2 separate regions of the Danio rerio genome follow, and region 1 is linked to region 2. Evidence: chromatin contacts called from public HiChIP or PLAC-seq data. All regions are on one chromosome and are shown on one strand. The core of a region is the stretch at or near the end of the contact, and the rest is flanking DNA. Distances in the headings are between cores, read along the strand shown.

Evidence for each region. HiChIP or PLAC-seq counts read pairs in DNA pulled down with a chosen protein or histone mark.
Region 1: an H3K4me3 HiChIP or PLAC-seq map of gastrula embryo shows a contact between it and region 2, with 4 times the contacts expected there. The contact joins the promoter of atp6v1ba here to the promoter of eno4 in region 2. A contact is called at or near these places in 2 of 4 datasets of contacts at active chromatin or transcription factors (embryo and gastrula embryo).

Annotation. Positions count from the first base shown.
Region 1 is chr17:22,809,601-22,814,222 of GRCz12tu, reverse strand. atp6v1ba (ATPase, H+ transporting, lysosomal, V1 subunit B, member a) reads left to right here and starts at 2,800. Exons shown (of 14, transcript NM_182878.1): 1 at 2,800-3,005. The coding sequence starts at 2,897.
Region 2 is chr17:22,674,003-22,678,274 of GRCz12tu, reverse strand. eno4 (enolase 4) reads right to left here and starts at 1,558. Exons shown (of 13, transcript NM_001077547.1): 1 at 1,291-1,558; 2 at 920-1,048. The coding sequence starts at 1,464. The region is part of intron 1 of LOC141378555; the gene reads right to left. LOC141378556 (a long non-coding RNA gene) reads left to right here and starts at 1,588. Exons shown (of 4, transcript XR_012393357.1): 1 at 1,588-1,760; 2 at 3,326-3,424.

The DNA.
Region 1 (4,622 bases), core at 1,551-4,050, 130 kb before region 2:
AGCCCTCTCATTTTCAAGCCCTCCTCTCCCCCTGACTTTCACAGTAATTTCCTGTAAACACACACAAAATAACGAAAACATAACTGCAATTTTAGTAAGTTCTAGCCAACATTTATTTATTCTGAATGTAACTTTTTTCACTCAGAATCAAAAACAATTTATTCATTAAAAGTTTATTTTTTGAATATAATTAAATAATTGAATCAATTTAATCCTTATTCCACCTCCACCAAAAAATAAGCAAACAGATATTTTCTGAAAACCTTCATTTTAATATTTTTTTTATTTTGGGGTCGCAGGCTAAAAAGTTTGGGAACCCATATGTTATTTCACAAACTCAACTATCTAGATATTATTTATTATACAACATATTTTTTCTTTCCAAACCAACAAATATTTTATGAAAATCTTCATTTTTTTAGTCCACAAAATAATATAATGATCAACTTTTTAATTTTGATTTAACACAAAATAAAAAATATAATAAGATGTTTAAAAAATATTTTATAAAAATCCATCCATCCATCCATCCATCCATCCATCCATCCATCCATCCATCCATCCATCCATCCATCTATCCATCCATCTATCCATCTATCTATCTATCTATCTATCTATCTATCTATCTATCTATCTATCTATCTATCTATCTATCTATCTATCTATCTATCTATCTATCTATCTATCTATCTATCTATCTATCTATCTATCTATCTATCTTTCCATCTATCTGCATAGATATGTAATGTAACCTATTTGATTTGATTTAATTTATTACAGCTAATTTATTAGGTAAATGTAGAAACCTTGCTTAAAAGCAAAGAAGCTGTCATTAGTATTCGCTTTACAACCAAAAAATACATATTTTATTATGCTCAATAAAATGTAAATATGTGTTTTTTTTGGCAGTAAATCAAAAGAAATATTTATGCAAAGACTACAGAATGGTACTCTGCACGGGTCTCTTATAAAGACACAACATTTAAAACGGATGGTAACTCTGAAGATAAGAACATTTTGAATCAGTTTATTAAAAGAAAAAATAAAAAGCTTTTAAAAACTGTGTGTCTGCTTTTCAAAGCTCGAGCATTAATTAACACTGTGCTGCTATTTTATAATCAAGGCCCTCACCTCAGTAAAATAAGGTGCTTTGTGATTCATTCATGCTCCACTTCACTTCAGGTGTCTAAAAGTATTCACCCCTCCTAAGTTTTATTGTTTTACAACACTGAAATACAGAACACATTTGACCTTTTTAACACTGATAAACAAAATACTATTCATTCACCGTAAGTGATTTTTAAATGTCAAAATCTATTACATTTATTATTTTAAAATGTATTTCTCTATGTATTCATATTAAATCAGCATTTAAATGCACCTTTGACAGCGATTATATCCTTGAATCTGTGTGGTAATTATTTATGTGACTTTAAAAAAAACAAGTAACGACTGAGGGGTGAAGCCATTTTACACAATTTTGCTTCTTTATACTTTTATTTAAAGATTTTTTTTTTTTAAGTACAACAGAACAACCCTGTCTCAGAACATACAAACTTTGCATGTAAATATATTATGACTTTCGTGAGTTCACCTGATGGAAATACAAAATGTAGTGTTACAGAGTATGTAATCATCATAAAGTCCTGAAAGGTATGTGCAGTCAGTTTTCATGAGGGGTGCTGGATTTAGATTAAGCATGTTTCAGGTCTAAGTATCCGAGTAAGGGTTTCTAGGTAGCAAAGAATTTTCCCTTAGAACTGGACCTCCTAAATCAGAGCCTTTCCAAAATGATTGACGGAGGACATATCCATTAACCGATTCAAAATGGAGGAAAAGGAGATTCCAGTTTTTTTAGTTTTAGCCGCTTGAATGCAGTCATGCCTATAATGAAGGCTTGTTGGAGATGTTTTTTTTTGTTTTGAAACACCAAAAATAGCAATAGCTCTGTGAATTGTGCATTTAAACAGATTTGTTTTGTTCATTTTAATGCTTCATTTAAAATGTTCTTTATTTTCAGAAGTGTCCAGATGTCAAATTGTCCACTGTTTCAAGTCAATATCATGAAAAAAGGCCAATAATTTTTTTAAACTGAATTAATAGTTTCAATATTTTATATATTTAATTAACCTAAGGATAAACTTGTGTAAGTTAAATTTGTTTTTTTATTGTATTAGATATTTACACATTTATTTTTTATAGCTAATATTTAGTTGTTTAAATACTTTGTATTTATAGGCTAATTATTTAGTCACAATATATGCATTCTTTTATAATGATAAGAATTATGGATTTAATTGGCTTCAAATCAATTTGTAAATGATTTTTAAAATTTTTAATCTTATTTTAACTCGTTTATTGTTAACTTTTTAATTTAAACCTAAATTTAAAGGCAGGTTCAGACTGACTTGTGTATTTAGCATTGAACACCATTGTGTTATAATAAACGTTTGTTTAAGTTTTTATTGTAAGAAGTTCATTATAAAATATAAAAAAAAAATTATAATTATTAATACAATAGAAGTATATTTTCTATTTATTTTTCTATATTAATTAATTAGGAAATTGCTATGGGAGCTTTAATGCTATAGCCTGGTTTATTTACCCTTGGCCCACCCTCTAAAACAAGTATGATTTTGACCCTTCACAAGAAAAAGTTTGGCCACCCCTGGTCATGAGACTCAAATGTGTAAATTCGTGGAAACGATTACCTTTTTATGGGCGCTCTCGACTACATGCACGCGCTAGTGAACTGCTACGCACACGTCTTTTACGTGGGCGTGCACGAGTGTTATTTCCTGTTCACGGTGTCATATGACTCCGGCTGTTCATCTCTGCTCACTGCTCAGCTGTTTACACATAGACCGTATAATTTAATTTAACTAAAACAACAACAATGTCGACGTTAGTAGCGAACCGGCCCGTGGATCTAAATGGCCCCGAAGCGGCGGCACGACAACACGCTCAAGCCGTGGTCAGAAACTACATCTCCCAGCCCAGACTGAGTGAGTTCAGGTCACCTTTCATTCATAGACATCTGACTGCACGAACACATCTGGCGTTTCTCTATCTGCACTGCACTTTAGTTAGCATTTTGTGTGTAATCAGGTGTTAAACAAAGCCTAGACATTGGTGTGTTTGTCCAGTATATAATCATGTATTGCTTGTGTTGTCGAATGTCAGATTCAAGTGAATGTAGCACAACTGTCATGCTAACAGTCGGCTGAGATGTTTATATGAAATCGATCGCCTCTTTTGTTTATTTTACTCATTTCTTGAACCGCCAAAGTGTAAGAAAACATAAATACTTGCAATTTGTAAGCTTATTTAAGCTAGAAAGCGAATAACCTTTGGTGTCTTTGAAGGTTGAAGCGATTGTTTATGCATGCTAGCTTGCTAATAAGGGCTACAGTTGATTGCTGATATGCATATCAGGTTTTTATTTAAACTTAAATGTTTATCAAAAGCTACAGTAAATTCTTCATTTTTTGTTATGGATTGTTTATAAATGGCATTTTACAGTTGTGTGTGAGTGTTTAAAGACATCATCTATGAATGATTTATTTGTCTACAATTGTTTAAAATCGAGAGCATGACCAACTCCATAGCAAATATTTAACTTCGGCCTGTATATTTTGGTCAATGGACTGTTTTTATTATTTAGTTTTTGATTTTCACTCAAATGCATACAGAGAGAGACAGATGGAGTGATGATCCCTCTCATGTGACATGATCACGTGACACCCAGCTGAGCTGGTGAATCATGCTCAACTAGGAACCCTCAGCCTCACACACATCATGTGACTTTTTTTCTAACTGAAAAGTTGTTTAAGATGTTATCTTTTTGATGCAACAGAACCCTAAATATGGTCATCTTTGTCTAGAAACATTCTAATATGTTAAAGCCATTGTTAAAAATCAAAAATATTAGAAAAGTTATATAAAAGAAATAACGGTTTCTGTAAAACCACACTGTATCTTTTTTCTATTAATTAATTTATTTGTGGATTTATTTACCTGAACTACATTTTATACATAATTCCTTTAAGTATTATTATAGTTTCATACTTTACTATTGTGTATTTGTTTTTGTAATTAGTTTTTATGAAGTAAAATGGAATTTTATTTATTTATTTTCAAATCATTGATTAAGTTAATAATAGTCACTTTTTTGAATATTACAATTATGAAATTAATCAGATTATTTAATAATAAAAATGTAATAAATTATCATAATTTAATTTTAGAAATTTCCCTTTAAACCCTGTCAATTTCTTGCAGCCTCTAAATTGTGACTAGAACCTTTAGAAAACCGTAATGACACTGTTACATTTGCATTCAACTAATTTACAGCCTTTTGTTAGTAGATTGTATAGTCTTATTTTAAATGATTAATAATAATCGTTTAATTCAAATAAACTGCAGTTTTTCATCATTTTTTTCTGTGGCTAGAATCGTGAATAGGAGAATAACATTTTTCATAATCATTCTGCTTGAATGTTAATTAACAGTAATACAAGCTTTTGTTTGCCAGCCTCTAATTTTACAGTGACATGTGAATCCATCACTGGTTCCGATCTATCTTTGAATTTGCTCATGCTGCTTTAGTCCATCAGAAATAT
Region 2 (4,272 bases), core at 309-2,808:
GAAGACATAATGCTTACTCGGCAAGCCCAAACAGAGAGATGGAGAGAAGGCAAAACAGCCGGCGAATGAGAGACAGAGAGTGATCTGATATTCACACATAGCGGTTGGTTGCTGAGACACGTGCGTCACAGTATAAACGGGCATGCTCTCCTACTCTAATTGTTATGTGTTCGTCTATGTGGACATGCTGTGACCTAAATTCATCATCGTGTCACTACAAATTTCTCCTGTGAACTGTACAGCATGGTGCAAATGGCATAAGGTGAAAGGTCATGGGGAGACCAGCTTCTAGTTCTTTATAACCGTTGATATAGAAACACTTAGATCTGATATCCACCTTGCTGCCTGTAAAATGTTTTCATTATTTTAGGCCTGCTTACTGTAATACATCTAAATCCTTTGGATTAAATTGGCAGATCATCGGTCAAAAGTTTAGAAGCATTAAGATATTTTAATGTTTTTGAAAGAAATCTTTTTCTGGCTGTCATGGCTTCATTTGTTTGATCAAAAATACAATAATATTGTGAAATAACGTTGGAATTATTTGGTTCTTATGTTATCAATGTTGAAAGATTTTTGTTCTGTTTAATTTGTTTTTGTCTGTTTATTTATTTTCTGGCTGTTACTTTTAAATAATGTGTTATTGATTATTTAAAAGTGTTATATAGTGTTTATAAAAGGATGTATGGTATAAGGCACAACAACTGTTTTCAGGGTTGATAATAATATACATATTTTTGGGGGATAATTTTTCCATATTATAATGATCAACATTCACATTAAAAAACTGCAATTAAATTTCACAGTATTGCAGTTTTTTTTCAGTATTTTTGATGAAACAAATTCAGCCTTGATGAGCACAAGAAACATTTTTCAAAAACTTTTTACCATCTGCTTTGAAAAAAAAAATCTGAAATACCTTTTCCTCGTTTCTGATGATGCAGTGAACTTCAGCCTGAACTGCTGTCAAACCTCTTCCGTCAAACACCTCCTTTCCGGTGATTTTACTAATAACTGGAGTATATGAGAGCCCGGAAAAATAGTTCGCCTGAAAAAGAGCAGTGAGTAGGCAGTTATTGATTTCAGTATATTATGTTGGTGCGTAATTATGGGGGGATCTCAAGTACATCAATACTGACTTTCGGTTATTTTTCTGAGAGAATAACATATACACTGGAGAAGACGCAATGTCAAATTTGCATTCAATAATTATAAAACAGCTAAAATTAAAATTTGGAAATGAATTGTTCAGAGCTGTAATAACTCAAAAGAATAAGTGATTTGTCCCACCAGATAACCATAGATATCATCTGGCTTCTGCCAAAACATCTCGTTCAGGACGCTTTCTATCTTTTGCGGGACCCCGTTGGACCTGTAATATTCGGCGGCTTTGTTCTTCAAGTCGTAAAACTCTTGGTCCTCTTTTGACACTTTGCTATGGCTCGGGAATCCTTTATATGACATAGTTGCTGGTTTAGAAGCAGAACAGAATTTCTGCACATTTGTTTACAGTCTGTAGTCAACAGACGCCGTCATGAGCGCGTCCTCGCGGGCTTTGTTGATGATCTGTGGTTGCTCGGCAACCTCACATGCAACACCGCGAGAATTGCGATTGCCTTTCCCATTCATAACGGATTTAATTGGAGCAAGTTATATTTCTGTTTTGACGCTGTTTTGTGCTCACTAGATCTACCTTTCATTCCTCTTGACTTAAAGTGATGGGTTCACTGATGAACAGTGTTTAGCTATAAGCTTCGGCGGTAAGCTATAAATATTCACACAAAACCAGTATGCTAAGTATTTCTGGACCTCTTGTTTATAACTTTAGCCTAAAGTTTACGAACAGTACTTTAATATAAAAAAAAATAAACCAATTAAAAAACATTTAACTATTAAATAAAAAAACTAATACATGTCATGCACTCACTAATTTAAAAAAGAGTAAAGAACTATTATTATTATTTGTAAGTTAGGCCTGCTAGAATAACAGCCTGCACACATTTATATAAGTATACAAGTATCCTATATTTTCTTTGTTCATTTTAATTCAATTTCAGAAAAACAAACGCAACAGAATTTATTACAAATCAAATTATTTGTCCGCATTATGGTTTGGTTCTCCATGTCAGCCTGTTGGATAAGAGCTTTACGGAACCCCCGGATTTAACATTTAGCCTACTGAAGTTAATCTTATACTCGCGGTCCATGTGATATATGAATGTATGTGGTAATGAAAATGCAATGGAAGGTTTATTCAGTGCTCAAGAAATGATCTGTTAGGTTGAAAATGCCTGCTCTTGTTTATCAGTGTTGTGTCCTAGGAGCTCCAAATTTATAAGGCATTTCTGAAAGGCAAAACTTTTTACATGTGAAAACGTGTGTAGACCATCCAAAGCTTTGATCTGAAGCTTTAAAATATTTTTGTTGAGCTACGTGTTTATTGACAAAAAAAAACATTAACAAAAAACAAATAAAAATGCGTTAATGTAGGCTACAATAAATAGATAAATAAGAAATGGCTATAACTTGCATAACTGATAATAACTATTCGATAATAATAATAAGACTGTTGATGTTTTTATGCAAGTGGGGAACGGGAGTAAAATTATTATTGCTAATAATAATAATAGTAATAATAGTAGGCTAATAAAAAATAATAATGATAATACTATTGATGATTATGGTGGGGAAAATAAGTAAAATTATTATTATTATTATTAATAATAATAATAATAATATATTAATAAATATAATATTAGGAAATTTTACGTAGCCTAACATGTAGGCTATCTTCTCAAAGTTGCTTCAGAGTAACCCATTACAAATGCTTTCAGGCGTAAACAAAATTATTAAATGCTAATCTCTCGCTTGAATCCATACAGGCTAAATTATACAAAGTGCAAAAGTTGCCAGCATTTTAGATAAGTATTTGTTTGTTCGTTTGGATGGATGGGATGAACAGGCCTTGCAGTGCGCCATTCTGTTTTACACCGTCACAGCTAAAATTATCTACTTCCGATAGCCTATTATTTATTTAATTATCCATCCATTCTTTAAATGTTTGAAAACATTCATGAAACAGATTTGGCAGAATATTTTCAGACATGCGAAAGCATAATTTAGTTCATTTATTATATAAATTGCTTTATGACGTTCATGTAGCCTAACTAATTTTACACACCAGTTACGGAGTTTGCAAAGTTTAATACAAAGTTATTTATTACAAAAACATTAGGTTTAAATATTTAATGTGAAGTTTAACTTTATTTGATTACACACCTTGTACTTCTTTTTGACTTTTAGTCTTAAATCTTGTATTTTACAGGTTTTTCTTCAAGCATGGCAGCTGTAACTACGTGCATGGACTCTATATATATTCATAATTTGGCAGTGTACTTTGCTTGAGTTCTAATTAAATATGCAGGTACGGATATTACAAATGTTTTGTTTTAGGAATTTTAACTGCAATTTAGCTATTTATTTATCCACTCGCATGAGAAGGAGAATTGTCCCCACCATGATTGCATTAGAAGCAATCCTATTTTATGTGCTCCCTGTGCAGATTTAATAAAACATGTTTTGTACTGTCGGTTTTTTTTTTTTTTTTTTTTTTTTTTTTTTTTTTTTTGGAGGGGAAAAATCCAGGATGAGTCTAAATGTATGATGAGATCAGAGCGCAGCTGTCAGCGGCACTGTCCTCTTTTTTATCATTTATTATAGCTATAGGCCTGCGTAAAAGTTACAAGCAAAGTGATTATTAATTTACATTAAACATTTACAAATTTTTTTTTTCACGTTCTTTTATTTTTCACCTCGTATTGCTGTTAATAATTTTATTTATATAAAATGAGCTAGCCTATTACCTGCGTTTCTGTTATTTTAGTAGGGAAGTCTTAAGGTTGGTGCTTTGATTAATGAGAGAAACACGCCTGACATTTTGCTAAAGTTTAGTATAATAGCTATATAATTTAATATTAAACTAAATTAAAAAATCTCATAATTATAACAAATTATAATATCTTGATATAATCCTATTGTCAGACAGATCTGAGAGCATTATTTGGATAGAATAATATCGAGTATAAACAAGTTTTTTTTTATCCGTTTTGCGAATTAAACGCCTGTGTGAGTGTGTGACACGCGCTCGTGCTCGAGACTGGACTCAGGTTCACGCGAAGGTCAGTCGCTTCAGGACAGGAAGTCATCAAGAGGGCACCAGCGTTGCTGACGTCACGGTCTCAAGCGCGTTTCATTGGCTTTTTGCTGCGCTTG